5 separate regions of the Mus musculus genome follow, and all the other regions are linked to region 3. The links are chromatin contacts, called in public HiChIP or PLAC-seq and promoter capture Hi-C maps. All regions are on one chromosome and are shown on one strand. Each heading gives the region's core, a stretch centred on a gene start, on an enhancer-like site or on the middle of the called end of the contact. The rest is flanking DNA. Distances are from core to core; before and after follow the strand shown.

Region 1 (6,124 bases), core at 2,963-5,462, 260 kb before region 3:
ATTATAAGGGCTTTCTCTTTTGTCTTTTAAATGGCTTAAATAGGCCCTGTGCAGTCTTGGGGTCCTTTGTATAGCAGGAATAATAAGGCATGGGTGGTTGCAGTGGAAAAATCCTGATGCACGTTATTTAATTAAAAGCATTAACTTCCTCTGGCATTCAAGGCTGGAGGCACCCAGGAGAATGAGTTTTGTAAACACAAGGCCAGCCCTAACGCTCGCTCTCCCTAAGGCGCCTGACCAGGGACAAGTGAAGGAGTGTCACAATCGGCCTCCCAGTCTGGAGGAAGAATCATAAATGCCTCTTTCCCTCTGGACTGCCCAGCTCATCGCACCCCGCTAAGCAAGGTTGCTCACTGAAGTTTCAGAACAAACACAGTCTCCAAGACAGTCGGACTTAGAAACACAGACGTCAGTCCACCGTGGGACCCTACGCACAGCCCTGCGCATATGTGCACAGCCCACAGGTTTGGTAGTCGCTGGGAACGAACAGCATCCAGATGAGCGAAGAGTGTGAGCCTCCCCTGTCAGAGTCCCAGGAACAAGGGTGGTGAGGGAGCTACTGTAGAGGGGCCATTGGCATCTGGGAGGCCTGGGCAGGGGACCAGGTGACCAGGCCTGACAGGGGCGAGTGGCCTGACAGAGTCTGCATTGTTCTCCAAGTCAGGCTTCCTCTCAAATGCTGCCTCAGTGAGCTAAACAGAAGTATCTGAATGGAAGAGGTCCTTCACTTTGATTCTTCTTTGTCCCTGTTTCTGCTGTCTCCCTCCCTCCCTCCCTCCCTCCCTCCCTCCCTCCCTCCCTCCCTCGAGTGTGTGTGTGTGTGTGTGTGTGTGTGTGTGTGCTCAGTGAGCACGCACACACACCTGAGCATTGCCAGTTCCTTAGGGACTATACCCCCTTGCAACCTTTTTTAAAATTTTGAGACAGAATCTCTTATTTGGAATTCACCACACGGGTGGTCAGTGAGCTCCAAGGAGCCCCGAGCTTCGTCTCCCTAGTGCGAGGATTGTAGCATGTGCTGCTACCTGTTTTCTGTTTGTTTGTTTGGTTGGTTTTTGTTTTGCTTTGTTTTAATGTAGCTTCTGAACTCAGCTCTTCACTGACTGATTTGTCCCCTAAGCTCTGCGTTTCCCTCTTTGTTTTGTTTTCACTGTTTGAATTCCAGCATCATCGCTCTTGTGTGTGTGTGTGTGTGTGTGTGTGTGTGTGTGTGTGTGTAGGCATTAGCACCATGCTACGCATATAAGGGGCAGAGAGCAATTTTGTGCAATGGATTCTGGGAATGGAGCTCAGGCTGTCAGGTTTATACATCAAGTGCTCTGCACCCTCCAGAGTCACTGCCCTGGCTCTGCTGTTAGTTCTGAGACGGGCATCCCATGTGCAAGCTTGCTATGTAGCTGAGACTGACTTGAGATTCCCAGTCTTCCTGATTCTGCCTCCCAAGGGCCGGGATTGAAGGTATCTGCCCTGTGCCCAGCTGACTACCTCAGAAGCAGAAACAAAGCAATTCGCCCTGGTGGCATGCATCAGTCAGGGTTCCAGAGAGAGGGAGAGAGGCAGAAAGAGAGGACGAGAATGAGGAGGAGAGACAGAGAGAGACAGTGTAGTGCAGGTGCTGATTTGGGGAGCTGGTTCACCAGGTTGTGGGCCCAGCAAGTCTGGAATTTGCAGGAGCAAACGCCTTGAGACCAGAGGTATCTGATTTGTCCTTCCTGTAGGAATCTGGGTCTTGCCTCTTTTTTTTTTTTTTTTCTCTGTGTAGCCCTGGCTGTCCTGGATCTCACTTTGTAGACCAGGCTGGCCTCGAACTCAGAAATCTGTCTGCCTCTGCCTCCCAAGTGCTGGGATTAAAGGTGTGTGCCACCATGCCTGGCTGGTCTTGCCTCTTTATTTTAATTAATTAATTAGTTAGTTAATTGATTGATTAATTAATCGATTTGTTTTTCAAGACAGAGTTTCTCTGTGTAACAGTCCTGGCTGTCCTGGAACTCACTTTCTACACCAGGTTGGCCTTGAACTCACAGAGATCCTCCTGCCTCTGCTTTCCGAGTGCTGGGATCAAAAGCATGCTCCACCACTCCTGGCTTGTTTTTATTTATTTAATTATCAGTAGCCAGGCATAGGGATGCAAGCCTTGAATCTTAGCCCTTGAAAGGTAGAAGCAGGCAGCTCTTTGTGAGTTCAAGGTTAACCTGGTATATATACAAAGCTCCAGGACAGCTAGGGCCACATAAAGAGACTTTGTTTTTGGCTATTGCCAAAGCTGTTGGTGGCTTTGCACAAGTTGACAGTTAGGCCCTGTGGCTGAAGGCAGCTCTACACAGCTCAGTGAACATGAGGAGGTAAAGCTGGTGCCTAGCTAGAGCCTTCACCCTGTGGACTAATGGTCATGGTGCTGGAAGGTACTTTGCATGCCACCAAAGGACAAAGGTAACTCTAACCCAGCTACAAACCCTTTCAACCCTTTTATCTACAAGTGACCTGCCTACAATATACACTGCTGCAGAAGTGGCACAAAGGTTGTGGGAATAATCAGCCAATATCAGGTTTGAGTTAAAGCCTATTCCATAAATGAAACCCCTAATCAGGGCTGCTTTGGTGGCTAAGAGCTTAAGACTATATAGGACAGGAAACTAGGGGAAAACCAAATACTGATGTTTTGCTAAAGGAACTTGGCAATAAAATGACTCCTAATGACTTTCTGCTCTATTCATTGGTCAGTGCTTTGCTCAGCCATCGTGAGAAGCTTCATCCTGCAGCAGATGGGACAAAAAAATACAGAGACCCACAGCTAGACAGCATGCAGAGTGAGAGAACTGGGAACCTCAGCCCTAAAAAAGGATGTCTCCATCAAATCCCTCCCCTCAGGGCTGAGGAAGAGGAAGTAGAAAGACTGCAAGAGCCAGAGAGGATGAAGAGAAGGACATCTAGGAATCAAGGCCTAGACACAGCAGAGCCTGCACACTCACAGAGACTGAGGCAGTACGCACAGGGTCTGCACACGTCTGCACCGGATGGGGACCTAGAGCTGGAAGGAGAGGTGGCCACATGCCTCCCCCACAACCCCCAACCCTAATCTCCCATTGATAGCTGTGATGGTTTGTATAGGCTTTGGCTAGGGATTGGCACTATTAGCAGGTGTGGCCTTATTGGAGTGGGCGTGTCACTGTGGGTGTGGGCTTTAAGATTCTCATCCTAGCTGCCTGGAAGCCAGTTTTCTGCTAGCAGCCTTTAGATGAAGATGTAGAACTCTCAGCTCCTCCTGTACCATGCTTGCCTGGATGCTGCCATGCTCCCGCCTTGATGATAATGGACTGAATCTCTGAACCTGTAAGCCAGCCCCAGTTAAATGTCCTTTATAAGACTTGCCTTGGTCATGGTGTCTGTCACAGCAGTAAAACCCTAAGACAATAGCCATTTGCAAATAACAAATGTAGTTTTCTCCAAGAAAGTCTCACTGGGGAAACAAATCATTCCTAAAACTTTATTTATTTGTTTGTTTATTTATTATAAACACACTGTAGCTGTCTTCAGACACACCAGAGGGGCATCAGATCTCGTTACAGATGGTTGTAAGCCACCATGTGGTTGCTGGGATTTGAACTCATGACCTTTGGAAGAGCAGTCAATGCTCTTAACCGATGAGCCATCTCTCCAGCCATGAAACAAATCACTCTTAAAGGTCGGCCCCAAGCCCAGCTGTAGATGGCCAACATGAAACAAACTCAACAGTTTCTCTCTCTCTCTCTCTCTCTCTCTCTCTCTCTCTCTCTCTCTCTCTCTCTCTCTGTCTCTCTCTCTCTCTCTCTCTCTCTCTTTCCTTTTTTGGTTTTTCCAGACAGGGTTTCTCTGTATAGCCCTGGCTGTCCTGGAACTCACTCTGTAGACCAGGCTGGCCTCGAACTCAGAAATCCGCCTGCCTCTGCCTCCGGAGTGCTGGGATTAAAGGCGTGCGCCACCACGCCCGGCAGCAGTTTCTTTGTCTCATAATGTTAAGTCATAAGTGAGGGCTATTTATTTATTTATTTATTTAGTTAGTTAGTTAGTTTTGAAACAGGATCTTGCTTTGTAACCCTGGCTGGCCTGAAACCCTGTGAAGACTAGGCTGGCTGGAGTTTACAAAGATCTGCCCACCTTTACCCCCTCCCCCCCCCCCCATTGCCTCAGGCAGGAGTGCTGGGTTCAAAGGTGTGTGCCACCACACTCACTTATTCTAGGCCTTTATCTGCTGGGATCAGCCCTGCCCGCGTGAGCTGCTCTTCTCAGCAAGCACTGAGGTATAAATGCAAATCTCATCTTTAAAAAACACATCCAGGGGGCCTGGAGAGAGGTTCAGCACCAGGAGCTGAGAGGAAGAACCCTGCAGAGGACAAGGGGGGTCCTGAACCCCAGGAGGCCTCAGGACTTCAGTTCTGACTCCACCGAGGGTCAGTCTCTGGCACTGGCTGTGGCTGCTTCTGATGAACAGCCTTAATAGCAGGCTTGGAAACGGGCCCAGAAATCTGAAATTCCATAATGATTGGAGATTATTTGGATCCAGCTCCCGGGAACTTTATGATGCTAAAATAGAGTTGGACCTTCACATCCCTGAGGTGTAGGGCTGAGATACTCAGATCTTAATTCTGAATGCCGCCAAGTCCCTGCTGGCCCCTCTCCTGTCCTTTTTAAAGGGTGATGACGCAGGACCTGCCTTTTAACCCTTGGTATTTACCCTCAGCAGGCAGCTCTCGAGTCCTATCTCAAACTTGCTAAAGTAAATGCTGTGCCCTTTTCAGAGAGCTGTCATGTATAACAAACTGCCACTGTGTCTCCCGTTCCTGCCCCCCAGCGAGCCCTGCAGGGGCATCTGCTGGCATGTGGGGCAGCTGTGCTCTGACAGTGAGCTTGTGTGTCTCTGGCAATCCCTCCCCATCCCTTCCCAGGTGCTGCATTAACATTCCTGGGAGACACAGCGGGGAAATCCTATCACCCTAGATGGGCAGCAGTGACAAGCCAGAGCACGATTTCACTGAAGTCTGACTTAAGTGAGACCAGTGAACTTTTGGGTTTGCTTACAGAGAACAGGTAAGGGGTTACTTACTGGAGCATGGGTGACCCCCAAATGCCTGCATCCCCCCCATCATGAGGCCTCCTTTTAAATTAACTCTCTGCTTGCAGTATAGCCCAGCATCTCCAAAAATTAGCTAAAAGAGATAGCTCAGACTGTCATTGTTCCCTGGATGAGGGGAAAGAGGAGGTGTCTTCAGCTGATCAGAGAACTACCAGATCCCAGGTCAGGGGTTCATTACTGTCATCACAGACTTGGCTACTGTGACATTATTCTGCTTTGGTGTCATGGCTATGAGTCAAAGTCCAAGGTGGCATCTTGCTATGCCCAGAGGTAAAAGGGCTGTACAGAACCAGACCAGAAGTCCAGCTATGTTGCTCTAGAGCTAGGTCCAGAGTCGGTTCTGTGTTCTAGGCACAGCCAAGAGAAGCAGGCATTCACCGGTGTCTGCAGGCATCAGTCATATTGCTGGACCAGACTGAGGAGGATAGGGGAACAGAGACCCATGACTGTAACTTTAATCCTTTTTTCAAGTCCTATTTTTAATGATGGTTCTTAAATGTTTTAACCTCCCTTTTATCCCATCACCCACCAGAGGTAGTGGAAAAGAAAGGATATGGAGGAAGTTATAAGAGTTATGTTGTCCTTATGAGAGTTGTTTAGAAAGGTTCTTTGGAGCAACTCCCATCTGTGTAGTCTGGAAATCGGCAGATTAGTTCACAGGACAGCAGGCAGCGGCAGTTCCATTCACTCACAAACACTTCATGGATACACTAGCAGTCTAGTTTGGTAGAGTCAGGTTAGCAATATCAGTGATACAAACTAGCAGAGACAGCCAAGCCTCAGCCTCAGCTTGAGTCAGCAGGAGGGACCAACAGGAACACCAGGAGAAGTTCTCAGCTGTGCCTCTCTCAGGGAAGCGAAGATCAGTGAAGACTCAAGACCCTCAAATGTTGCACAGCTGGCTACACCAGCAAGCCAAGTTCTGTCTCCGTCACTCCTGTCACTCTATGGAGTCCTATTTAACCTCTCCAAATATCACAGGTCCTCCACACATCTTGCCTCAGCACACATATC
Region 2 (6,092 bases), core at 1,788-4,287, 440 kb before region 3:
CCAAGGTATTTGTAAATATATTTTGAGCCTGAGCCTTCTTTCTGGGAGCATGGGGCCGGGAGGAACCAGGACCGGACTTCAGGAGGACCTGTCAGTCCCTCATTGGTATTCCACAACCCTTCCTGTCCTGACCAGCAGGACCCAGTTATTCGTGGGTACGAGGGGAACCGCAAACCTGCAAGAGAAATGGGCGGTGGGGGGGGGGGGAGAGAAACCAAGGAGGATTCCTGTCAAGGTCTGTTTAATGAAGGCTAGGAGCCTGATTATAAACACACAGTGAGAGAAAATAGGGAGGGGCTGAGGGGGAATTAACAAAGAACAAAGAAGTAGGCATCTGGGGACATGAAGGCTGAATTCTGACTGCAGGCGAGAGGCCCTGGGAGTCTTATCTCAGGAATGTAGATTCCTCCTTAACATCCCGGGGTGTCAAGCTGAACTCAGCACATAACTCAGATCCTTAGAAGTCTTGGGAGTCAGGAAGAGATAAGGAAGGGGGGACTATAATTCAAACTTTTAGGGTCTTAGGTGCCAGGAAGGGATAGGGAGGAGGAGGTGACCGGCTCCTAACACAAGGCCATTTGGCTTATTAGGTGGGAAACTGCTTACTTTCTCACGATATGGTCTCCGACACCTTCCTAGTTCCTGGGTTAGTTAGGAGGCTCTCTCCACTGTGCTGACCCCAGTGTGGTAGCGTGGCTCTAACAGGCTTCTTCAAGGCAGCTCACCCTACCATGGTCTTTGCTGTTACTAACGCTGATTGCACAACAGGTTATAGGAGGAGGAGGCAAAATCCTGGGGCTTCTGGCTCTGGTAGGTACAGCATGAAGGCTGCCAGAGTGTCACTACAGGCAAAGGGCCCCTGTATTTGCAGTTCTGAGCTGCAGTGCTGGGGCAGCCACACAGTTCCAGAGAGGGACCAAGGCAGACAGCACCACAGAAGGACTCTCAAAGTTTGAGGAGGCAAAATGACAGGAAGAAGCTGGAAGACTAGAGAGAGAGGCTGAGACAAGGGCATGGTAGGAGCAGAGGTTGAGAGAAGGAGATGCCATGGTTGCTAGAGAGCCAAAGCCGAGGGTGAAGAGCAGAGTGCTGACGCCCAGAGCGGGCACGCTAGCTGGACTGCTGGACCAGGGCTCAGTAAGCCTCTGCCTTGAACAAGATCAACAGCTTTCAACTGTGAACACACAGAGTGCAGACCTCTAGTTCTCAAGGATTTGCATCATAAACCTATGGTTTGGGAATAGGATGTGACCTCTGAAATCCCTAACAGAGTGCCCATCTGAGAGTTCATTCAGGCAGAGCAGATGCTCCTCTGGACAGCCACACCCTGCAACAGCACCTTACTGAGCCCCCCCCCCCCCCACCACACCACCACACACACAGATGGTAACAGGGTGTTTCTGAAGGAGCTCTGCTCTGTATTACATAAGACACCCATGGGTGGCTTTTCCAGCAAGCTAACAGGTTCGTCTCCCAGCCTCAGGAGGATAGTTCATGGCATGCCCTCCATGACTCCTTTCTCCAGGTGCTGATGAGTGGCTGAGAATCTCTTAGCTACTTTTCTGTTGCTATGATGGAACACCATGACTAAGGCAACTTATTAAAGAGATGGTTTGATTGGGCATATAGGTTCAGAGGGCTTAAGTTTATTATGATAGAGGCAGGGCACAGAGCCTGTGGCTGAGAGCTCACATCTGGATCTGAAAGCAGAGAGTATACTGGGCGTGGAATGGGCTTTTAAAACCTCAAAGCTGCCCCCAGTGACAAACCTCCTGTGGAAAAGGCCACACCTCCTACTTCTTCCCAAACAGTTCAATCAACAGGGGACCAAGTATTTGGACATATCAGCCCATGGAAGCCATTCTCACTCAACCCCACCACCCCCAGAGGAGGGAGGGAACCCATTAAGTGTAAAGAATGACCATAAGGAACAAACTAAGCCACAGGCGGTTCCAGAAGACTGTCTTTGGAGCTCCACTTGCATGCTGTGGCTCTAATACAACAACATAAATAAGTGCAATTAAAAAAAAAACTTTAAAAATCTGGGAAGATGAGGGTCTGGCCCCGAGGTGCATAGGAGGAAGACTTTGAGAGAGCTGCATGGAGGTTTGGGAACCGAGATCAGTTGGTACAGTGCTTGCTGAGCATCCAGAAGCCCTGGGTTCCATTCCAACATAAGACCAGCCATGGTGGTATGCACATGTAGCCCCAGCCCTTAAAACACAGGCAGGAAGTCGGGCGTGGTGGCGCACACCCTTAATCCCAGCACTCGGGAGGCAGAGGTAGGCAGATTTCTGAGTTCGAGGCCAGCCTGGTCTACAAAGTGAGTTCCAGGACAGCCAGAGAAACCCTGTCTCAAAAAACCAAACCAAATCAAACCCAAACCAACCAACCAACCAAACAAAAAGACACAGGTAGGAGGATCAGAAGTCCAGGGCCATCCTCAGATACTGTGGTACTTTAAACAAGAATGGCTCCCATAGGCTCAAGATATTTGAGTGCTTGGTCTCCCCACACTTGCTAATACTTAGTTAAAAAGCTTTGGGGGCAAAGGACATGACTGAGACTCACAGATGAGAAAGTGCAAGCACACAGTGTGGCCGTCCACTAGCAATGACTACTGCTAGCGGCTTTTGGTGGACTTCGATGTGATGGGTTGCCATCACTTCTTTGCCATCACTCTACTTTGCATGCACGCAACCTGTAGGTGAACACTCTTGCTGTCCTCCAGGTCCTTCTGTGGGTGGCTTCAGCTTGGCTAAATCCTGGATACTGTCCAAGGTGCTGGATGTCTGGGGCTAGAGGTTTGAACCTATCAATGGTCACCCATTCAGGGCGGTCCGTCCTGGTTGGGGGAGAATGTGCAACCCTGGTGCAAGAGCCAGTGAGATTTCGAAGGCCGTGGGCACGCAGCGGCTGTAGTCGCTCTGGACAAGCGAGCTAGGCCGGCGCCACCAGGCGGGGAATTCCAGCAAGGCTGTGCGCCAAGGAGGCGGAGGGGCGGCGCCGGCCCCGTGACCCCTCATCGAAGCGCGCCAGTCCGCGCGGGCGCATGGGCACTGCAGGTGCGAGCGAGGGGCTTCGGGGTTCCAGGATCTGGTGCTGGGCTAGGAGCGGGATGCAAGTCCAGGGGCAGTGACGCGAGGCCTAGGGTGCGGGATGTGGGTCTCAGGGACGCGCAGGGACCGGGGTGCAAGGTCCCGTTGGGCAGGGCGCGGGTGTTTCGGGCCAAGGGTCCACGGGGCGACATGCGGAGCTCTGGATGCTGTTTCATTGGGTGCCGGTCCTGCTAGGGAAGAGTGGGCCGGCGGCTCATGGCCCCTGTGGTCACAGTCCCTGAATGGTGCCTGCGTCCTGATGCGCCGGCGCCCAGCGGCCACTTCCTTCATGTTCCAAGTTTCGGTTTCACTGCAGGCAGCCGGTCCAGCCTGGCCCTGAGTCTCCGACCCCATTAACTCTCGGGTTGCGGACAGCGCTAGGTCGGCCCTGCTCCCCAGCAACACCCAGGAAGGTCGGGGACCCCCAACCTACACAACCCCGTGTCCTCGCGTAAAGCGGTCCCAGGCTCCGCCCCGGAATCTGCTCTCACCAACTGCAGCAGAACTTTTGCGAGCCAGATGTCTGCCCTCACCAACTGAAGCCAGAACTTTTTCGTGCCAGGCGTCTGTGCCCAGGGCGCTGATCTTACCTAGGTCAAAGCCGGGAGCCTCCCCTGTCCCCGAAGCTGCAGCGAGAGGTGCGCTCGCTCGCAATGGGCTAGCCCAAACCCATCTGCTTTTTTCTTAGTCTAGCCCGGGCGGGGGGTGGAGGGGAGGCACGGGAAGGGTCCTCTAGCTGGTGGAAAGGAGAGGCGGTGCCGCTGGCCGCTCACTTGTGCAAGGCTGCCTCTAGTCCGGGCTTCGCAGTTTCCAGGGGGGGAGGCACGGGAAGGGTCCTCTAGCTGGTGGAAAGGAGAGGCGGTGCCGCTGGCCGCTTACTTGTGCAAGGCTGCCTCTAGTCCAGGCTTCTCAGTTTCCTGAGCAGCACTAGAGAACTGACTTAGGTGGTGTTGGCTTTGGGCACACCAACCGAAAATTGTAGTAGGAGATAACCTGCCACCCCGTGGTGTGTTTCAGTTTGTTCTGTGAGACTCATGGTTTGAGAAGCAGAACTTTCTTTCTCCTCCTCCGCCCCCCCATTTTGTTTTTGTTATTGTTGTTTGTTTGTTTGTTTTTTTGGCCTTCAAGACCCGGTTTCTTTATAGCCCCTGCCTGACGTGGAACTCACTCTGTAGACCAGGCTGGCCTCGAACTCACAGATCTGTCCTGCTCGGCCTCCCCAGATTAAAGGCATGCACCACCACTACCCACGAAAAGCAGAGCTTTCTTAAAAGAAATTTACATCTCTCAAGAGAGGACAGAGGGCTGAGGCAGACCACACTTTTACCTGAGAAAGCACTTGTTCAATGCCACCACCTTGTCTAGCTCCCAACCTTCATGAAGCCTGTGACCCCAGTTCTCAGCCTCTGCCCTTTCCTGTAGCTCCTGTTTGCTAGAAAGCCTCCAGTCCCAACTCCCATTCTTAACCATTCTTAGTTTGTGGGTTGCCCACAAAGGATACATAGTTACTCTTGTGTTTCCCGCAGTTTGTGGGTTGCCCACAAAGGATACATAGTTACTCTTGTGTTTCCCGCCCCCTGCTTGCTTGTTTTGGTTTTAAGAAGTTCTTTGGAGCCCTGCCTGGCCTTGAATTCCTTATCTTCTGCCTTCACCTTTCAAGTGCTGGGGTTACCAGCATGGGATTCTCTGCCGGGTTTTTGGTAGCCCTCCTCTCCCACGTCTATGTAGCTTATAGCCCAGCCAGAGAGTCTGGAAGTGCAGAGGGGAAGGCAGGACCTAAGTGGTGGAGTTATTAAAGGTGTGCGTGAGAGGGAGGTGCCATGACCAGAGGGACGGATCTAGGGGTCTTTGAGGGGAGGCATAGTAAGGATTGCGGATTGGCTGTGGCAAGTGGGGCCAGGAAACGTCCACAAAGTTTACCTCCATAGCCTAGTCCCAAAGTGCTCACCATGTAACTGTGACCAAGCCAAAGGTGGCCGCCAGACACAGGTGGGGAGGAGGGGCGGGGCCAGCCGCAAGCACAGGAAGCAGAAGTGGAGTCCAGCCCAGGGGCGTGGCCTCTGCCCCTGCTGAATGAGGCGAGGGTGACTGGTGTGCTTCAAGTAGCCTGGATCCAGGGTTCTCAATCCTGTCCTTGGCCTGGACTACCTATGACCTTGACCCTGGTTTGGTGTCACTCACTAGACCCTGAGAAGGGTGGGAGACCCTCAGCAACGGAGTATTTCCTTTGCTAGCAGCCCTAGCCAGGCCACTTGAGCTAGGTGACCCAATGCTTTCAAAATTGGACTCCTGTGACTCCCCCAACCCTCACCTTCGGGTGCCTGGGGGGGGGGGGGAGAGACAGTGTGAAACACACAGCCCCAGGGCAAGTCAGCAGTAACTGGCATGCAGGCAGGTGGCTTTTCCCGCTTGTCACATCAGGGTCCCCAGCTGGCTGGGGCTCCGCGGGGGATCCTTCCCTTTAATAGCCTTTCTTTTTTCTATTATTATTATTATTATTATTATTATTATTATTATTATTATTATTTTGGTTTTCAGAGACAGGGATTCTCTGTGTAGCCTCTGGCTGTCCTGGAACTCACTCTGAGTTCTCAAACTCAGATCTGTCTGCTGCTGGGATTAAAGGTGTGCCCAGCAGCCTCCCTCTACTTTTGAGCTTCCCTGGGCTTCGGTGGTGGGCAGGGGCTGAGGCTGGAGGGGGAGGGGCAGCAGGGAGTTGTAACTTCCTGCTTGGGGGAGTAGCTGGACTTGAGTTAGAGCTGTGATAAAGAGTTCTGGTGCTGGTTTCGATTACCGGGAATCTTCTGAGTCCCCATCACTTCGTTTTCCTTGAAAATGAAACTGAAGGGGGTGGCAGTCACGTGACATGAGGCTGAGCTTTATAGCGGGCTGCCCCGGTGTGTCTTTCTCATTTTCTCCTGCAGGGCTGCGGATAACAGCATGGAGTGTCCACAGTGCGGGCATGTCTCCTCAGAGAAGGCACCCAAGTTCTGT
Region 3 (5,392 bases), core at 1,722-4,221:
AGAGCTCAGTTACTCAGGTGCTTACCGTGAGAGCATGACTACATGAATTTGACCCCCAGCATCCACATAAAAGCCGAGAGCACCCTTGGTTTCAGCACTGATGGCCTCAGGCAGGTAGGTCCCTGTCCCTGGGGCTCCAGCCAGTTTGGGCTCTCCAGGATCAGTGAGAAACCAAATTCAAAAGCAGTAAGGTGGAGTGACCAAAAGACACCTGATGTCAGCCTTTATAACCATAACAGTTATAAAGTTGTGAAGTATCGTTGAAAACAGTCGTATGGTTGGGGTCACCACAACATGAGGAACTGTATAAAAAGGGCCACAGCTTCAGGAAGGCTGAGAACCGCTGCTCTAGAATCAAAAGGGAGAGCGGCTCAGTGGGGGCCCCCGCATTCAGCAGCTATGGAAGATCTAGGCATTGTCTTGAGGACATTAGTCGTTGGGAACAGCACCACTCCTGCAGTGTCCTTCTCGGGCCTGGGGCCTGTGTGTATAAGAGTGTGCTGTGAGCTGAGTAATGAGCGTGCACATGCATTCTCTCTCCGCTCCTGGTGGTGATGTGATTGGCTGCTTCAGTGCCTGCTTGACCTCCCACAATAATAGATTGCACCCTGAGATTGTAAGCCAAACAAATCCTTTCCCATACATTGCTTTGTCAGAGTGTTTAGTCACAGCATCAGAAAGGAAACTAAGACAACGATTAAAAGTTCTATTAACAAAAGAAGAAAAAGTCATATAATCTCAATATTATGCAAAACCACAAAGTAACTTAATGAATGGTCTTTATCAAGATGAAAATATCTTCTCTCTGCAGACAACATTAACATGGACAGACAGGCCATAGGTGAGAAAAATAGTTTCAAGTCATGTGTCCACATAGTACAGAACCCTTTCAAAATTTCAACTATTTCTTTAAGGTAAGAAGACAGCCTGCAGCATCAATTCTCTATTATGTCCCCTAACCCTAAAGCCAGGGCTCCAACTCCAGCTATCAGGCTTGACCCAAATACCCTCGTCCAGCAGCTCTGTTCTGAGTTCTCACTTGTCACACAGACTTGTATCATGACATCTAGAGTGACTCTCTTGGAAGCTGGGAGCTGGCATTGAGACTGTTACAGTCTTCAGTCTCTCAGGGACTGGGTCACAGGAGCAGGTCACCACACCAAGCTCTGTTCTAATAGTTTGAAGCTGGAAGTAGTCCAAATGGACACTAAGAGGCAAATATGTCAGCTTTTCCATACATGCTAATCAGCAGCTTAAAAACAAACAAAAACAGTGCCACTTGAAAAATGCCAGTAATGGAGCTGTGTACTGTGTGACTCTGTGTGTTTAAAACTGCAGAAGGTGTGAGCTTGTCTGTAGTCAGGGCAGGCAGATCAACTATTGGGGCAGGCAAGGAAGGGGCAGGATTTACAAAGGACACGAACATGCAGGAGCTAGATTCACCCTCGATGGTGGTAGCCTCACAACACGCATGTGCCTGGGTTTTGGGGTCTGAGCTGTAAGTCTGTGCCATGTCTTGGCATCTTATAGACAATGGTGTGGATATTGACAGTGACCTGTTCTGTTTCCACCTTGATTTTCAATCAGAAAGTGGGCTTGCTATTCTTCATTAAGACTGATGCTGCGAGGTGACCTAACACTGCCCTGGAACTGAACCTAGACCAAAGCCAGAGGCTGTGACATGTAGTTGAATCTGAGCATAGTACTGTCCCTGAGAATTCCCAGAGAATGGATTTGTGGTTATGGAAGAAAATGTCCTTTTTGTTAACAATATTTCGGGGCAGGGTGCACATGTATACAGAGGCCAGAAGCCAATGTTAGATCAAGGTAAGAGTAGGTTAGTATTCTGTGCTATTATATAATATGTGGTCTTTATCCCTTTGCCCCACTAAGGGCTTGTTCACTCCCCCATCTTGTGGGTTCTTTCTAGTTTCCTGACACTCCAAATTAAACACACAACCCCAGAAACTTGAAGCTAAGATCCAAGTGTGAGAAAGGACATGCTTGCTTGGTTTTAATAAGTTTCCCAAGTTGTTGTTATCATCTGTCTCTCTGCTAATTAACAAGAATAAGGGAGGGAGGCAGTTAATTAAGGACTGGTGTAAGCTGGGTTCCAGCTAATTGAGGGTTTTTTTCATAGACAGAATTAATGTGCAATTCAGGCAGACCTTCCAAATTACAGTTAATAAAGTTTTATTTATAGCACCACTGGGGAACATCAAGGGCACAATGTCAAGGAATGTGGGAAAACACTCTGAATTGGTATTGATGGGATAATCCAAAGTCAGGCATACAAACAGGCATACCACAGGAAGAGCTTCCATGGACAAAGACAACAGGGAAGGAGGTGGGATTTTTTTCTTCGGCCCCTACAACCTGTGTATCCTTTGCAGCTTCCCAGTGTCTGGTTCCTCCGCAAACAGATTCTTCTCTGAATAAATTTGATCAGGTACTCAGCCTAACCTCTCTTGCTCCGCATTTTGCCTCTTCACGTACACAAAGCTCAGTTGGAAGAGAGTTCAATGTCGGCCTCTTCTCTATGGGTCAGGCATTGTTGAGCATCCTCCCTGTTCTGCTGGCCCACCGTGGGGCTGCTCTAGGAGGAATGCAGACTGCCTCTATCTAGATACCCGTGCTTCCTGCCTGCTAAGCTTTGCTTTGGGGGATAGCTCTAGGTTTACAGAAATCTGAGGTGACAGTGGAGCCCGCCCCAGTTTCCTGTGTCTGAGGCACCTCAGTGGACACAGTGAGACCTGTGTTCCTGTGCCGGTTGGTGCCTTACCTTAACCAGCTGCACCATTCTGGTGCACCACAGGGTTTCTCTGTCCACTCTCCCTGGGAGGGGCTTCAGCTCCTCCAAATCAACCCTCCCCCTTTCTCCCTCAACCCTCTGTACCTCTGATGTCCATGGCAGCATGAGGAGGCCCCTTGGCTCTGCACACCTGCACTTGGGTTGCGGTAGTGAGAGGCTTGGGGTGGAAGACAGATGAGCCCCCTTCTCACACGTGCTTTGCCGTTTGTGTTAGCGTGCTTCTTCCTTCAAAGTCATGACTCCCAGCCCCAGCGATTACTGCAAACACTGCTTTGTTCCTTCACCTGTTCTGTTCCGGACCCAGATGTGGGTATGGGGGTTGTTTGTTTTCTTTGTGTACTTAGACTTTGTATCCGTTGCTTTGTTTTCATTATGTACTTAGACGTTGTATTCGTTACTCTTCTGTTGCCGTGGTTACATACTGGGACCAGCAGTGACAAAGTTTATTTTGGCTCACAGTTCCAGAGTAAGACAACAGAGGAGTGGGAGGCAGAGGAGGCAAAGGAGGCAGAGCAGAGGCTCAGATCACAGCTGCCATAAACACAGATCACTGACAGCAAACCAGAAATGGGCAAGGCTATAATATCAAAACCCACCCCAACAACATACTTCTCCCGCTTCAAGGCTCTACTTTCTGAAGCTTTATGACCTCCCCTAAGAGCACCATGAGCCAGGGACCACGTGTTCAAATGCATGAACCTCTGAAGGACATTTTCCATTCAAACTATCAGGCTGTTCTAAGTCTCTGTGTTTGGGATGAATTTAGTTTTATACTTCTAAGTTTTTCTAGTCTCCCTTCTCTGTGAGGAAGCCATGTTCCTAGAAACAGTCTTTCAGATGGGGGGGGGGGGGTCTCCTAGCTCTGACTGGGCAGAGTCTTCCTCCCGGTCACTGAGAGCCACATCTGATGAGCAGGAGTCAGGAACATGCTCACAGGAAAAACTTATAAATGTTTTCTCTTCCTCTCTCCCTGCCACCTCATTCATATAATTTGATGCTTTGAGGGTCTCTTATGACTCAAGTATAGGTTATAGTCTGCAGAAAACCAGTGAAGGGAAGGGACATGTTAGGGATATGTGTTTGCAGAAACCTTTGTTTTGTGTAAGCCAGTCAGCAAAGCTATGTACTGTGTAAATGGGTTCTGGGTACTGTCTCACTGTCTGGTAAGATAGAATACCATGTGAAGGTGTTTTCAGCAGTGGCTACAAGTGTATCTACATGGCGACATTTCTCCCCAGTGCAGATACACATCATGAGCAGCATACATCACTGTCACTATGTGGTCATGTATGCTACCTCAGAGATCATAACCACTTGTGACATGGAGGGTTTGTCCTGTGAGTGTAGCCAAGAGGGAAAGAAATACAAATGGCCAATCCCCGTCTGTCAGTCTATACAGAAAGAAGAGCTTTTCTGACCGGCCTGACTGTAAGGCAGAGCCTGGGAGACTCGGGTGCTCCTCTCCATGGAAGAGGCTGAGTAGCAGCAAACAAAGCCACTGGGGTCCAGAGGTGGCATGTGGACTGGGGACAGCAAGCTGGACTGTCAAACCGGTGAAGGAAGAGAAGGACATTTTGAATGTCCTTCTCAAAAGGATGCAGTCGTCACCTCTGAACACCAGCTGGGAATAATTTTGAAGGCTGGTGAGATGGCTCAGTGGGCAAAGGTGCTTCTTGGACAAGCCTGCAGCTTGAGTTTAATCCCTGAGACCCACGTAAATGTGCAGTGAGAGAACCAACTCTACTGAGTTGACCTCTGACCTCCACAGGCATGCCATGCATGTGAGCTCATACATACATCATATGTGGCACACAATAACAACAACCTAGGCCTATCTTTAATCCCAGCACTCAAGATAGAAGGCAAATTCTGAGTTTGAGGCCAGCCTGCTGTACTTAGTGAGTTCCAGACCAACCAGGGCTGCATAGCAAGATTCTGTCTTAGAAGAAATGGGATTGTGATCTCAGTGCCACCGACACAGCTCTGTGGGGCACTCAGAGACAGGGTAAGGCCTACATAACAGAAGTCATTCAAGGAGTTGAACTGAGTTCTAGGAAACAAGTGACTTCCAGCCCCAATTCTGTGTGTGTGGGTAGGGTAAGTTTATGTCTAAAAAACCCAAAGGCTCTATTAATACCAATAAAAGAACTTAGTGAGATAGAAGCCTTAATACAGAAGCTGAAGTGACAGCAGCTAGAAGATTAGACAGGAAGAGCAGCCTGTGTGCGGTAAGGTCATAAATCCAGGGATAATCTACTGTGAGATGGGGAAAGCCGCCACAAACAATACCTTAAACCATTCCTGAGAGACACACAGTCACCTTCAGCAGATAAGAACACACCCTGCTCTCTTGCAGTAGGATTCTGTGTCATAAACATGTCAGTGTTCTCTCGGTTAATTTATAACTTTAATATAATCCTAGTAAAATTACCAACAGGCTTTTTTTTCTGGAACTAGACACAATCTCAGCTTGATATGGAGAAATAAAAAGAAGAGGCAGGGAGCCCTGGCTAGGAAGGAGAGTGGTAGAGACCCTGTCCTCCTAGACCACAACTAACCATGGATCTTCAGTGATGTACC
Region 4 (5,721 bases), core at 1,589-4,088, 500 kb before region 3:
AGAGGGACGTGTGCAAGGTGCCTGCAGAGGCCAGAATCAGGCAACAGACGCCCTGAAGCTGGAGTCATAGACAGTTGTGAGCTGCCATGGAAGTGCTGGGAACAGAACTTGAGTCCTCTGGAAGAGCAACAAGTGATTTAAGCCTTTTAAAAATATCAAGAAACCATGCCAGATGATTTTCACCCCACCCCTGAGGCTCACCTGTTGGCCCTAATGAGAGAAGGGAGCGGGGGCAGACCACCTGGGCAGGGGCATTCCCTTCAGAAAGGGTGTCCACAGAGAAGCAAGAGTCACTCATTCTTAAGGAGCCTGCACACCTACAAGGACTCCTCTCTACATACAGTCATGGAGAGCTCTGTGATACTTCAGTCCTAAGACTGACCGGTCAGCAGAGGAGCCATCATAATGCAGAGATCCCCTAAGGCATTTGAGAGGCAGTCCTGGGGCAACTCTGAACTGACAGTCCAGCATGTATCATAGTACACACATACACTAACACAGAAGAACATGGCTCCTTAAACTTAACCATGCAATGTGGGAGGCAGCAGGGAATCTGCACCTTGTGGGGTTTCACAGCTGTGGAGGTAGGGTGGAACACTCTGCACCTAGAGGGAGGACCAGTGACACCACTCAACAACCTTGACACAGCCTTGAACAACTATGTCCCAAACATACAGAACCCTGATCTAGAATGATCCAGAATGTTCTGGAACCTCCTGAAGCCCATTTTTAACAGAGGAAAGTGGTTATGACAGAGAGGCTGTCCTCAGCAGTGAAAGTTCAGGGGTGGGTTGATGGGCAACTCTTCAGGCCAGAATGTGTACAATGTACATGTTGGCATCTTGATGCTGTAACAACACTGTTCCTACATTGTAGCTGGTCTTTGCTACTTTGTAGGTTCTTCTCTTTAGGCCAGGAATGTGTAGAATGCACATATGTGCATCTTGATGCTGTAACAACACTATCCCTATGTTGTAGCTGGTCTTTGCTACTTTGTGGGCTCTTCTTTTCCCCACCCTTTATTCCCCTGGCTTCACACCTTAACACTAGATAGGAGAAAAACAAGGAGAGAGGGAGAGAGAGGGAGGGAGGGAGGGAGGGAGGGAGGGAGAGAGAGAGAGAGAGAGAGAGAGAGAGAGAGAGAGAGAGAGAGAGAGAGAGAGAGAGATCACGATCCCTGAATTTAATTTCTTTCCTTTTGTTTCTTCTTTGAGCACAACTACTAACAACCAACCCTCCCCAATGGCCACCAACCGCTCTCCCACCCACATATCAGGGCTTTAGCCTTTATAAACTCTCTAAAAAGTTTCCAGAATTCCAAACATCACACAAGTGCAGAAACTATCTGCAGCTGGCAACCCCATGCTTCTCCTAGAACACGAGGCAAATCTTAAGTCAGCTGCTGCGGACAGTCCGAAGCAGCCCCACATCCCCATACCTGGGATTAAAACGAAAACACGTTCTTGTAATATTTCTGTGTTTTTAAAGAAACCAGAATTCCAGAATTCTCACTTCACTACACACAGCTTGTGACAAGGGATTTGGATAGGCCATGAGAGAAGATATGTGGGTGGCTGCCGAAAGCCGAGAGGTCCTCTGAAGGCTCCCACCCCCACCCCACCTCAGCTGCCATCCCATGTTGGTGAGAAGCCCACCTTCACACTTTGCCCTCAGGTGGACTATAAACCTACCAAGCCATCATTAAGGGCCACTCTGGAGAATACAACGCTGGAGCAGGCTGTGGGCCTTCTCAGGAGGGTGAATGGCTCCTGCTACTTGTCTGTGAAGATCAACACTGAAGGTACAGACACCACCCCACACCTGCTCAGCTCTCAGTCCCCTCCTGTGACCCTGCTGTACCTACCAGGAGCCAAGGCAGTTCAGCCAGGGTCTCCCTAAATTCCCCAGACTCTAATGAACTGGAAACTTCCCTCCATCCCACTGGGTGCCTTCCATAACTTTTCCCTCTCCCATCTCTACATTCTAGAACCTTCCTTGTGTAAGCTCAGAGGTCAGGGATCATCAACCACTGACATCTTCTTCTTTTGGGGGGATTTTCCGAGACAGGGTTTCTCTGTGTAGCCCTGGCTATCCTGGAACTCACTCTGTAGAACAGGCAGGCCTCGAACTCAGAAATCTGCTTGCCTCTGCCTCCCAAGTGCTGGGATTAAAGGCGTGTGCCACCACTGCCCAGCCACTTACATCTTCTTTTATCAGGTTATAAGAACCTCATCCAGGACCTAGATGCCAAAGTGGTAACGTCTGGGGATTCCTTCTACATCCGTGTCAACCTGGCCATGCAGAGGGGAGGGGACGGAGAACTGCAAACTCACTGCAATGACATCCTGCATGTCACTGACACCATGTTCCAAGGCCGCAGCTGCTGGCATGCCCACCATGTGAACCCCTACACCATGAAAGACATGGAGCCTGGCACCATCCCCAACTATTCACAGTGAGTAGCTGCTGCTGGCACTGCACAACCCCGCAGATGTCCCAAGGACAACATCTGCCTGTCTCAGTTGAGTGTTGAGGTCCCTCCACCTTCCAGAATCTTCGCTGCACTATAGCAGAGTGCCTGCCCAAGATAAAGAGTGAAGAAAAGGTTTACTTGAGTGCATGGGTCTGCTGGTGGTAGGTGCCTCTCTGTTATGTGCCCTGGCATTAGCTCCACTGGGACCAGTGTAGGGCAATTAAATTAGCATGGCCTGGCCTGGCCTGAGGCCTAGGAGATATTTTCAAGGCCTGAGTCTATGCGCCCAGGGTGGAACACTCCTGCTCCCTGCCTGTGTCACACTTGTCCTTGAGGAGGCTCAGTCAGGCTGTCAGAGCCTCTCTTCCTTCATTTGCTCAGGGCTCAGCAGCAGCTTCTGGCCCTCATCCAGGACATGACTCAACGGTGCACAGTCCCCCGCAAGGTGAGGCTCTGGCAGAAGGGTATGGTGCCCCTGGGGTGGGCTGGAAGGGAGCGGGGTGCTGTGGAATCCTGTGTGAGGGGTGTGGACCACTGAGCTGAGCAGGGCACTATCTGGACCCTGTGTTCCCCACCAAGCCCTGTGGGCCTGCAGGCCCTTGGAATGGGCCGTGTGAACACACCGGCCTGGTTTCAGAGTGGCCCCTGCTCTTCCTCACTTTCCCAGTCTCCTGTCACCAACCCACCCCCTGTTCTTGTTTCCTCTGAGGTCGGGCACCTTGTTCTCTTGGGACACAGAGCACCTTTCACTTTGAGCACCCATCTGTCCCTGAGCAAGGTGCTAGGATATCCCTGCCCGGAGCATGGCAATGCTAAGTCGGGAGAGGGCCTGCTCTTCTCTCTGCCTATTGCACCCTACCCCTTCCTGCAGAGCCCTGCTGCCTGAGGCCCCTCCCCTGCCTCTCACCCCTGGTGTGGGGCCTGGGAAGCCCGGTTGCTCATGGCACAGCCTGATTGTTCAGAGGCTGTTCTGGATTTGCTTATGTGGCAGGGTGCTGAAGCAGGGAGGGGGTGTCAGGCCCCAAACCCAGTACTGATGGCTGAGCCTGCTCTCTTTCCTGTCCCCCTGTTCCTCCCGTGACAGCCTCCTGGAGGACCACAGAAGTTAGTACGAATTGTCAGTGTGGACAAAGCCGCTGTCAGTCCTCTGACTTCATCCTTTGACCAAAGCCAGTGGGATTCTGGCAAGGAGGAAGGTGAGGCCTGGCTGGTTGGCATAGGGACCATGTGGGCATTGGGGGTCACTTCTGAGCAGTACCATCAAGGTGGTGTCTCTCACTCGGGCCGGGGGCTGTTGTCTGTTTGTTTAGATGTTTTGCATGCATGTATGTATGTATGTATGAACGTACTTATGTGTACTATTGACATGCAGTGTCCCCGGAGGCCAGTAGAGGGCATCAGATCCATTGTGATTGAGTTACAGGTGGTTGTGAGTCACTATGTGGGTAATTGGAATTAAAGTCTGTTGAAGAGCAGCCAGTGCTCTTAACAGCAAAACCATCTCTCCAACATCCCCCCACCCCAGGCTGTTTTTTACGGATCATAATAAATATCTACCCACCTTCTGAACAGCAACTGAGCATCACATTTGATGTCTTCTAAATGGCCGTGCCCCACTCTGAGGCCCGACCCAGTGAAACTATACAAAAGCTACTAGCCCACAAGTGTGTGCAGGAACAGTAAAACCTACCAATCGCCCAGTGTTCTGTAAGGAAGGTCACTAGGTGACCAGTGTATGCACGTGGTCATGCTAGAGGTCTGACTGGTGTAAGCCCACGGGTAACAACTACAGAGTGAAGCTGATCAGAAGTGAGTCTGGTAGTAGGGAAATAATTCGTTTTCTTTAAGACAGTTTGGATGCCTAATCTAAGCTGGGTACTGGGGCCTAGGAGATGGCTCTGCTGTTAAGAACACTTACTGCCCTTGGAGAGGGCCCGGGTTTGGTTACAACACCCAAATTAGACAGCTTACAACCACTTGTAACTCCATCCTACAGGATCCAATGCTGTCTTCTAGCCTCTGCAAGCAATGGTATGCGCGCACACACACACACACACACACACACACCACCAAAACATGTAAAAGTAAAAATAAACCTTTTCAAAAATAAGGTTGATATTGAAAACAGGAGCTACCTAAATAACCCAGGGTCCAGGAGGGAGGAGGCTGAGGACGCTGTGGCCTGAGGGGCAGGGATGAACGGCATGGATGAGGAGGGGGAAGAGTTGGGGTGAAGGGCAGGACCCTCACACCCTTCAGGAGGAACCAAGCTCCTCCTATCCTCAGAGGTTCATTCTGAAGAGCTGTGAGCTCTGTAGCAGCTGTGCCAGCATGCACAGTTAGCATAGCAGCTGTGCCAGCATGCACAGTTAGCATAGCAGCTGTGCCAGCATGCAGTTAGCAGCACTGAAATTGAGAATGCCCCCCACAATCAGTGTCTCCTGGGAGAGAGGGGGCAGGGACACAGGTGGGAGATGGTCACAACCTCTGTCCTCTGCAGGTGGTCCTAGCGTGTGCTTCTGGTCAGAGAGCTGCTTCACCCTGGCACCGTACACCCTGGTGCACCCCCACAGGCCTGCCCGGCCCCGGCCTGTGCTGTTTGTGCCTAGATTAGTTGGAAGGATCCTGGGTAAAAAGCTGTGTCTCCTCCAAGGTTTTAAGCAATGTTCAGCAGGTACGTGCTCCTCAGTCAAGCGACCAGAGCAGGGGACCATAAATTCAGAGATACTATAACTGAGGGCCACAGATGGGACACTGAATGGTGACAACTGTCTCATGGTTCCCAGGATGTCTGACCTCAGGGCCTCACCAGAGTCCTGCTCTCTGGGGGCTGCAGGTGTGGGTCCTTCCTGGCTCATCCAACACTTTAGGTGTGTGGGAAGTCCCCAGTCCCATCTTGGCTTTGGTCATTTCAGACCAGTTCAGTATGTGTGTCTTTGTCTATACATGACCTTCTTAGGGGCTATCATAACCAAGTATTGTTTCACATAAAGACCCTACTTCCAAAGAAAGTCCATTTTGGGTTCTTATGGGCATGAGAGAGATGGGACATTACCCCTCCCTCCAACACAGGCACATTGAAAACAGATGCCTTAGCAGGGCAGCATGGCTTGAGGGTTCTGTCAGTTTTCTATCAGCCACGAGGCAGTTTCATTTTATTTTTTTATTTGAGCCAAAGTTTCTCTGTATGGCTCTGTAGACCAGGCTGGCCTTGAATTCAGAGATCCAACATGGAGGCTTCATGAAAG
Region 5 (6,096 bases), core at 3,406-5,905, 290 kb before region 3:
TCTGCCCAGGCCAGTACCTGTTCCTGACCCAGCACCAGCACGCCCTGTGGTTTGATGGGGTGATAGGGTGCCAAGTTCTCTCCATTGCCACCCTGGGTGCCATCCTGATAGGCCTCCCAGACCCCATCCCGGGTGGTCCAGGTGACACAGATGTGATGCCATTTGCCATCGTTGATTACAAACGGCAGCTTGGCCACCTGGGAAGGAGGAGGACACACAGTATGGACACTGTAGCCTGGTGCTACCCAGAGCTGAGGACATGCTTAAGTTCTGCCACCATGCCCCTCACTCAGTTTCACAACTCCTGTTGGGCTAGTATTGAACTTTCACAGCACTGCCCCCTCAGATGTCCTTAGCATCTTCCAGCCCCACCCATGACTGAACCATGGCATCCACACTGGAAGGCAGCAGCTTGGCCAAGGAGCCCTCAAGACCCATGTGTACACACTACCTCCCTCTCCTGAAAAACATGAGCCTCTGACAGAGTGTGTGTCCCTGGTGGTGAAGTTTACTGCAGCCTCAGGCCTCCCCACTGGGTCTCTCTCATCTTTTCCAGCTTTCTACCCCTGATGGCTAGGTCCTCTGGCCTACACTGCCTGCAGCCAACCCCTGCAGAGAACCTGAGTGGAGCTATAAAAAATGGCTCAGGCTGACCTGAAGCAGCATTGCATACCCTCATGCACCCTAGGCAGGGGACACATGACCAGCAGATCCCACAGGACCAGGGAAAGTACAACACATTCTAGTGTGCAGCGTTAAAAACAAGAGCCTCCGATCCGCATCTAGCGGGGGCTGAGCTACTCTGTGTTTACTGGTGAGGCCAGAGGAGGGGGCTAAGATCTGGCAGCTAATTCCGCTAACCCGGAAAGCAGCGTGGAGCTAAGCTCAACTGAGAGAGAACTATCCTCTCCTGGGTGAGAGGGAGCTGGCCTCTCCCAGGGAGGGGCAAACTGAGTTAGGTCTAGACCACTGGAGTGTCTCTAGAAGCATTTCATACTCTAGGGTGTCTATAGTCACCAAAATGGAGAGCCCAAGCCAGCCAAGCAACCAGTGGAGGAGGAGCCAAGAAACAAGGAGAATGGACTAGAACATCCCCAGGACGGTCCTCTGCCCGCCCGCCCTCCCTCTCTCTCTCCCTCCCTCCCTCCCCTCCGCCGGCTAAGGCCTCTTTCTGGAATGTTCCAGCTCTCCCTGTTCTTATTATGAGGGCAGGTGGAGATGTCCCTCCCCATTTCCGAGCTGATACAGCTTCCACCTCCCCCAGTCTCGCCGGGCAGACATTTTTCTCAGAACCACAGCCCCAATGAGCACCCCACACCCCAGGTTTCTAGAAGACCCGCAGTCCCACAAGCCCTGGTGCGGTGTGGGCATGCAGCTCAGAGGACACCCAGGATCCTGGGTGAGCTTTGCCCTGTGACGGGCAATACCTTGTCATTAATGAGTATCTCCATGGGGTTGTTGCCCCACTCGATGAGGACCAGTTCGTTGGCCTGCCCAGGCACAGCATAAGAGAAGGGTGTGCCCACTCCAGGCGCCGCACTGGACTTGAGCCACATGCACACGGTGAAGGCATACATCTCTGGCAGGCTCTTCTTCACCTTGGCATACATGTAGTTGGTCCGCAGTGGGAATGTCAGCTGAAACTTGTCTCCGGGGCGATTGTCTTTCTGACCTAGGGAGGACAAGTGAGTCCTGCCATCTTGTACCCTGACCAAGTGCTCGGGGTACAAGTCGTGTCTGGTCCCCATCATGTCTCGTGATGCAGATGGGGCCCAGGGCCAGCTGGCAAAGAAAAGCTGACCCAAGGTCTCTGCACTCCGGGCCTTGCCAGCTCTTGTTGCCACATGGTGCCATCCCTGGGGAGGCTAAGGTAGGGGGAGCGCACAGGACAGGCTGTGAGCCTGCTGGTGAGCTGCAAAGTAGGCATGGGGGAGAGAATGGGGCCTGCTTCAGTGCACACTGGCCAAGGGACTGAGAAGGTGTGGCTGCAGAAGAAGGAACCAGGCTAGCTCCCCTCTGAGCTGCCCCCGTGGGGGCCGACCTGATTTAGATGATGGTGCTCTGAACCTCTTGACTGTACTGGGCTTTTCTCTCAGTCTCCACCAGAGACAAGCATCCCTACAGCCTGTCCCCTCCAGTAAAGCCAGGATACACTGCAGTTTTGTGTGCAGCTGTAAGGACCTTTCCGAGGGAGTTGCAGGCCTCCCCCAGGGATGCTGCCTGGAACCTACTGAAAGGCAGGGCAGCAGCCTTCCTTGAACCAGGGCCCCCAAGGTGATGCTTTGAGGGTACCACAGAGCCTCTGATGAGCTGCCTGGAAATTGAGGCTCCAGGCCTGGTCACCTCGTGACTGCTAACCAGCATCCTCTGGGAAAGTCTAACGCTCACCTCCACCTCTACACTTCCTGTGGCTGGTCCTGCCCCCCCACCCCCACTGTGACTGATTCTCAGGGAAACAGGTCCCATTGAGCAGTGCATCATTACTCTTTTAGAGCCAAGGAATGCACCTGCCTTGCCAGCTCATGGCTGTACCCCTATCCCAGGAATTCGGACAGGAACCTAGTCCCCGAATTCAGAGTGACTTCTAGAAAGCAACAGGACAGGACAGGACAGGACAGAAACAACACCACCCTCGAGGCAACTGAGCAACGGAGCAGAGCTGACCCTTAGCGCAGACCTCTGCTAATTCAGGCTCGGTCGTCTGGGGAGGTGGGGGGTCAGTTCCAGTATCTCTCTGGAGTGTTTTCCTGTCCTGAATCTCCCACCCCTCCCTTCTAAGGTTCCTCTTTCCCTTGATGTTTTTCAGTTACATAACACGCCTTAAGATGGCACTGTTTAAATCCATCCTGCACATTTTGCAGTCCGAGCAGGGTCACGTGGCCCTGCTCTGAGTGGGGCTGCCCCCTCCTCCTCTTACAACCTTGTTTGATTTCTTTGACTTCAGGGCACAGCTCATCAGCACACCCAGGCAGGTGCTAAGGACCAGCCTGAGTTCATGACCAGGGCAAATGCAGCTGCATGCAAGATGGGTCACTGGAAAAAAAAAAACCGATTGAGAGGGCTCAAGGTAGAGAGAGGGACCCCTAAACCCTGAAAGGACACCAGGGCTACTGGGCAATTGGCAGAAAAGATACCCAATGGCCCCAGAAGGCTAGTGTCCAGATCTTTGTTGGTGACAGATTCCAGCTGAAAGCAAGGCTTTCATTACTAAGGAAGGCTTGGGCCACAAACAGCTACTGTGCAAAGTTGCTGGAGATTAAACAAATCAGACTTAAAAAAAATCCTGCGAGTGTCCTGACTGTACTGTACAATCCCTTCTTAAGCTCTGCTGCGTCCCTGGAGAGGTATCTCCAGCCTAGGAACTGGGCAGGAAGCCCTAACTGGGGAGGGATTACAGAGTGGGGCCGGGACAAGAGGCCAGGGCAGGGAGCAGGACCCAGGCAGGCTGTCTCTGGAGAGCATGCAGCACGTTCCCCTGAGCCCTTACCTTTCTCCAGCTCGCTGATCCGTTGGTGTAGGGAGGTCAAGGCGCTCTCGATCTTGGCCCTTTCCTCTGTGTCGTTCTTGGGGCCCCCTTTCCCCTCCTCCAGAGTGTTCACCCGAGACAGCACCTGCCGCTCCAGGTCATCGATCTTGCTCTGCAGCAGATCCTTGAGGCTGTTGGTTTGGCTGGAAGAATTGAGGCGGCTGTACTGCTGCGGGGGCATAAGGGCAGGGGAAAACCACACCGTTAGGCGTGCAGCCCGGACCGTGCGCGAAGGCCCGCGACGCGGTCCCTGGGGCGATTGCGGGGGTGGCCTGGAGGGAAGCTCCAGCGAGTGGCAGCCCTCGGTGCCCCGCAGGGTTCGAGAGGCGCCGGTCAGGCATCAGCGCGCCGAAGAGGCAAGGAAGGGGGGACGGGGGTGCCGGACCGGGTCGGGATGGGGTGGGCGAGGGCAGAAGGGCGCATAACACGGAGGGGAAACCGCAGCTCACGCGGACCTCGAGGTTCTCCAGTCGGGTTTTGAGAGATTGCAAAGTTTGCCCGAGTTGGCTGAGCGTCTCCGCGGCCGGCGTCCGGGACAGGTCGCCCATCGTGTTCTTGCCCGAGCCAGGCTGCTTGCGGCCGCCTCCCGACCTGGCCTCGCCGGGACCCGAGTCCAGGGTGCTCTGGCTCTCGCAGCGGCCAAGCTTGGTGGTCAGCTCCCTGATGGTCTCCTTCTGGCTGAGGATGGTCTCCTTCTGCTGCAGCACGGTCTCGCGGAGCTGCAGCACGTTGCTCCGAAGCTCCTCCGCGCCGCCCGCAGCCACGGACGCGGCACACATGTCTGCATCCACCGGCACCGAAGTGCAGATGAAGCGGGTCGGCCCGAAATCTTGGGCCCCACTGCCCAGGAGGCAGAGGGCGAGCAGCGCACAGGTGCGTGCGGCGCGGCCGGCCAGCATGGCTCCGGACACTTGGAGCACCGGGGCCGCTCGGCTCCGGTGGGGATCGGGCTGAGACCGGGATCGGGCTGGCTGGGGCAGTCGCTCCGCAGGCGGCCCGCGCTCTAGCACCGCGCTTCTACGCCGCACAGTCTTCTCGGCCGCGCTCCTCGGCCCCCACTGCCGCCTGCGCTGCGGAGCCCGCGCCTTTTATGCAGCCGCGGGAGGGGCCTCGGCGCCGCCGACGTCAGCGGGGGAGGAATCCCGCTTTAATTGTGTGCGGACCGGCCCCGCGGCGCCGCGGGGGTCGCACGGGAGCGCGGCTGGAGCTACCTCGGCCCTCCCCATCTCGTCCCTCCCGGATCCGCCACCGCCCCCTCCCACCGCCTCCGCACGCACGCCCCCGCCTGGGCCCGCGCCGCTTCCCCGAAGACTACCAGAATACAGGGCCAAGAAGGAGATCGGCCGTGGGCCTGGATTAGATGGTGGGGCACCTGCCCAATACCCCTAATCTCCAACGGGGCTCGGAAAAGAAGAATGGCCACAAGACAAGCTCGGTTCGCTTGCTCCACACTAAGCGCCCGTGTGGTTCGGGCTCCATGCGCTCGCAGCCCTCTTCTTCCTAAATAGTCAACGTCGGTGTCCCCTGCGTTCAGCTCGCTGAGGTCCAGAAAAGGGGTCGCGAGGCCGAACAATGATTCATGGACATTTGTGGCTGAAAGCCACGGAGCACTCTGAGTCTGGGGATCCCCCACGCCCTGGCTCCCCGCCCTACTGTATTCCCCTTCTTCCAACTCCTGAGGATTGTAGACCTAATAATGTCCCCCGCCCCCGGAAACGAGAGCCCGCACTATGCACTCGTCAGGGCTAAGGCCTTCTCGGATCTGTGGATCAAACCCTTCCTGCCATCCAAGCCAGCCTAGTTCCAGGCAGGTGGCGCCCCAGAAGCTGGCTGGCCACTCAAAAGGGGCCCCTGGGGGAGCTTCTTCCCTTACCGCTCTGGGCGTGTCTGTGTGTCCCTTTGTAGGTGTATGTGAGCGTTGGGTTTACCGGTCCACTTGAAACCCCGTCTAGCCCATTCCTCGCGCCCCTGGACTTTGGAGGAGGGGTTTCAGAGGTGGGCAGCGACTTCGCATCTACAGGGGTTCGCACCTCTTTACCCTTTTCCTACAGACACCTTACCCAGCCACCTGCACACCCATACCTCCTTTTTTTCTGGATAGCAGCACTGCCGGCTGGGATTCCAGTCCAGGTTTCAATGCCTCTGGGGACTCTGGACAAGGGTCTGGGCTGCAGCCCCACGTCGGAGTCAGAATCGGACCTGGGAACTCGCCCAAGATCCAATTATGTTGAAAAGAAAACGAAGGCGGGGAGAACCCACATCGGGTTTTAAATGACTGGAAAAGCCCAACTACAGGCTGGCTGGGTTCGCCCCATAGACCTTCCAGTCAAGCATTCGGTTGCCTCACTCCTTTTACGGGTCTGCGATGGACCAGACTAGGTCCGGACTGTGAGGCGCCAGTCCGGGACCCACTGGCAGCCTTCGGACAGAGGATGCCACTCTCCGGTGGGCATCACCGGTGGTGAAGGTAGAAGCCAGATTGGCAGGGAAGCCACTATCCAGGTCTTCTCCGACGCCTCCTCCCAGCCCCGAGCCCCAGGGGCGCCCCACTGCCTGTGTTTCTCTTCTCG

What was found. Promoter capture Hi-C pulls out the DNA fragments that hold promoters and counts their contacts. HiChIP or PLAC-seq counts read pairs in DNA pulled down with a chosen protein or histone mark.
Region 1: a promoter capture Hi-C map of liver shows a contact between it and region 3, with 2.4 times the contacts expected there. The contact joins the enhancer-like site here to the promoter of Rptoros in region 3. A contact is called at or near these places in 20 of 39 promoter capture datasets (the 3T3-L1 cell line, 3T3-L1-derived adipocytes, the C10 cell line and 13 more), 3 of 484 Hi-C or Micro-C datasets (bone marrow-derived macrophages, embryonic stem cells and nephron progenitors), 1 of 115 datasets of contacts at active chromatin or transcription factors (embryonic stem cells) and 1 of 9 other capture datasets (liver).
Region 2: a promoter capture Hi-C map of embryonic stem cells shows a contact between it and region 3, with 2.6 times the contacts expected there. The contact joins the promoter of Rnf213 here to the promoter of Rptoros in region 3. A contact is called at or near these places in 2 of 39 promoter capture datasets (embryonic stem cells and liver).
Region 4: a FOXA1 HiChIP or PLAC-seq map of pancreatic cancer cells shows a contact between it and region 3. The contact joins the enhancer-like site here to the promoter of Rptoros in region 3. A contact is called at or near these places in 9 of 39 promoter capture datasets (the 3T3-L1 cell line, the C10 cell line, cranial neural crest and 4 more), 1 of 484 Hi-C or Micro-C datasets (embryonic stem cells), 2 of 115 datasets of contacts at active chromatin or transcription factors (embryonic stem cells and pancreatic cancer cells) and 3 of 9 other capture datasets (adipose tissue, liver and pancreatic islet).
Region 5: an H3K4me3 HiChIP or PLAC-seq map of forebrain shows a contact between it and region 3, with 6 times the contacts expected there. The contact joins the promoter of Nptx1 here to the promoter of Rptoros in region 3. A contact is called at or near these places in 19 of 39 promoter capture datasets (the 3T3-L1 cell line, 3T3-L1-derived adipocytes, the C10 cell line and 13 more), 1 of 15 datasets of contacts at CTCF or cohesin (the NIH/3T3 cell line), 4 of 484 Hi-C or Micro-C datasets (the N1E-115 cell line, bone marrow-derived macrophages, cerebellum and 1 more), 13 of 115 datasets of contacts at active chromatin or transcription factors (astrocytes, craniofacial prominence, embryonic basal ganglia and 9 more) and 3 of 9 other capture datasets (adipose tissue, liver and pancreatic islet).

The regions. Positions count from the first base shown.
Region 1 is chr11:119,572,584-119,578,707 of GRCm38.p6, forward strand. No RefSeq gene overlaps it. Among named protein-coding and RNA genes, the nearest start is that of Gm11762, 27 kb to the left of the region's middle. Within about 2 kb of position 4,213, at least 12 of the 459 cell types and tissues checked have an H3K27ac peak or open chromatin away from gene starts, as enhancers often do. A contact at or near this core is called in liver, where this site is marked.
Region 2 is chr11:119,387,062-119,393,153 of GRCm38.p6, forward strand. It overlaps Rnf213 (ring finger protein 213), which reads left to right and starts at 3,038. Exons shown (of 68, transcript NM_001040005.3): 1 at 3,038-3,065; 2 at 6,023-6,092. The coding sequence starts at 6,039. It overlaps Mir1932 (microRNA 1932), which reads left to right and starts at 3,411; the gene lies at 3,411-3,500.
Region 3 is chr11:119,831,394-119,836,785 of GRCm38.p6, forward strand. It overlaps Rptoros (regulatory associated protein of MTOR, complex 1, opposite strand), which reads right to left and starts at 2,972. Exons shown (of 3, transcript NR_045313.1): 1 at 2,897-2,972. The region is part of intron 13 of Rptor (regulatory associated protein of MTOR, complex 1); the gene reads left to right.
Region 4 is chr11:119,336,018-119,341,738 of GRCm38.p6, forward strand. It overlaps Card14 (caspase recruitment domain family, member 14), which reads left to right. Exons shown (of 23, transcript NM_130886.4): 16 at 1,675-1,801; 17 at 2,218-2,455; 18 at 2,855-2,918; 19 at 3,558-3,669; 20 at 4,974-5,147. Among named protein-coding and RNA genes, the nearest start is that of Sgsh, 17 kb to the right of the region's middle. Within about 2 kb of position 2,839, at least 22 of the 459 cell types and tissues checked have an H3K27ac peak or open chromatin away from gene starts, as enhancers often do. A contact at or near this core is called in pancreatic cancer cells, where this site is marked.
Region 5 is chr11:119,543,165-119,549,260 of GRCm38.p6, forward strand. It overlaps Nptx1 (neuronal pentraxin 1), which reads right to left and starts at 4,656. Exons shown (of 5, transcript NM_008730.2): 1 at 3,982-4,656; 2 at 3,488-3,695; 3 at 1,428-1,672; 4 at 18-197. The coding sequence starts at 4,425. It overlaps Gm11762 (predicted gene 11762), which reads left to right and starts at 5,466. Exons shown (of 4, transcript NR_045099.1): 1 at 5,466-6,096.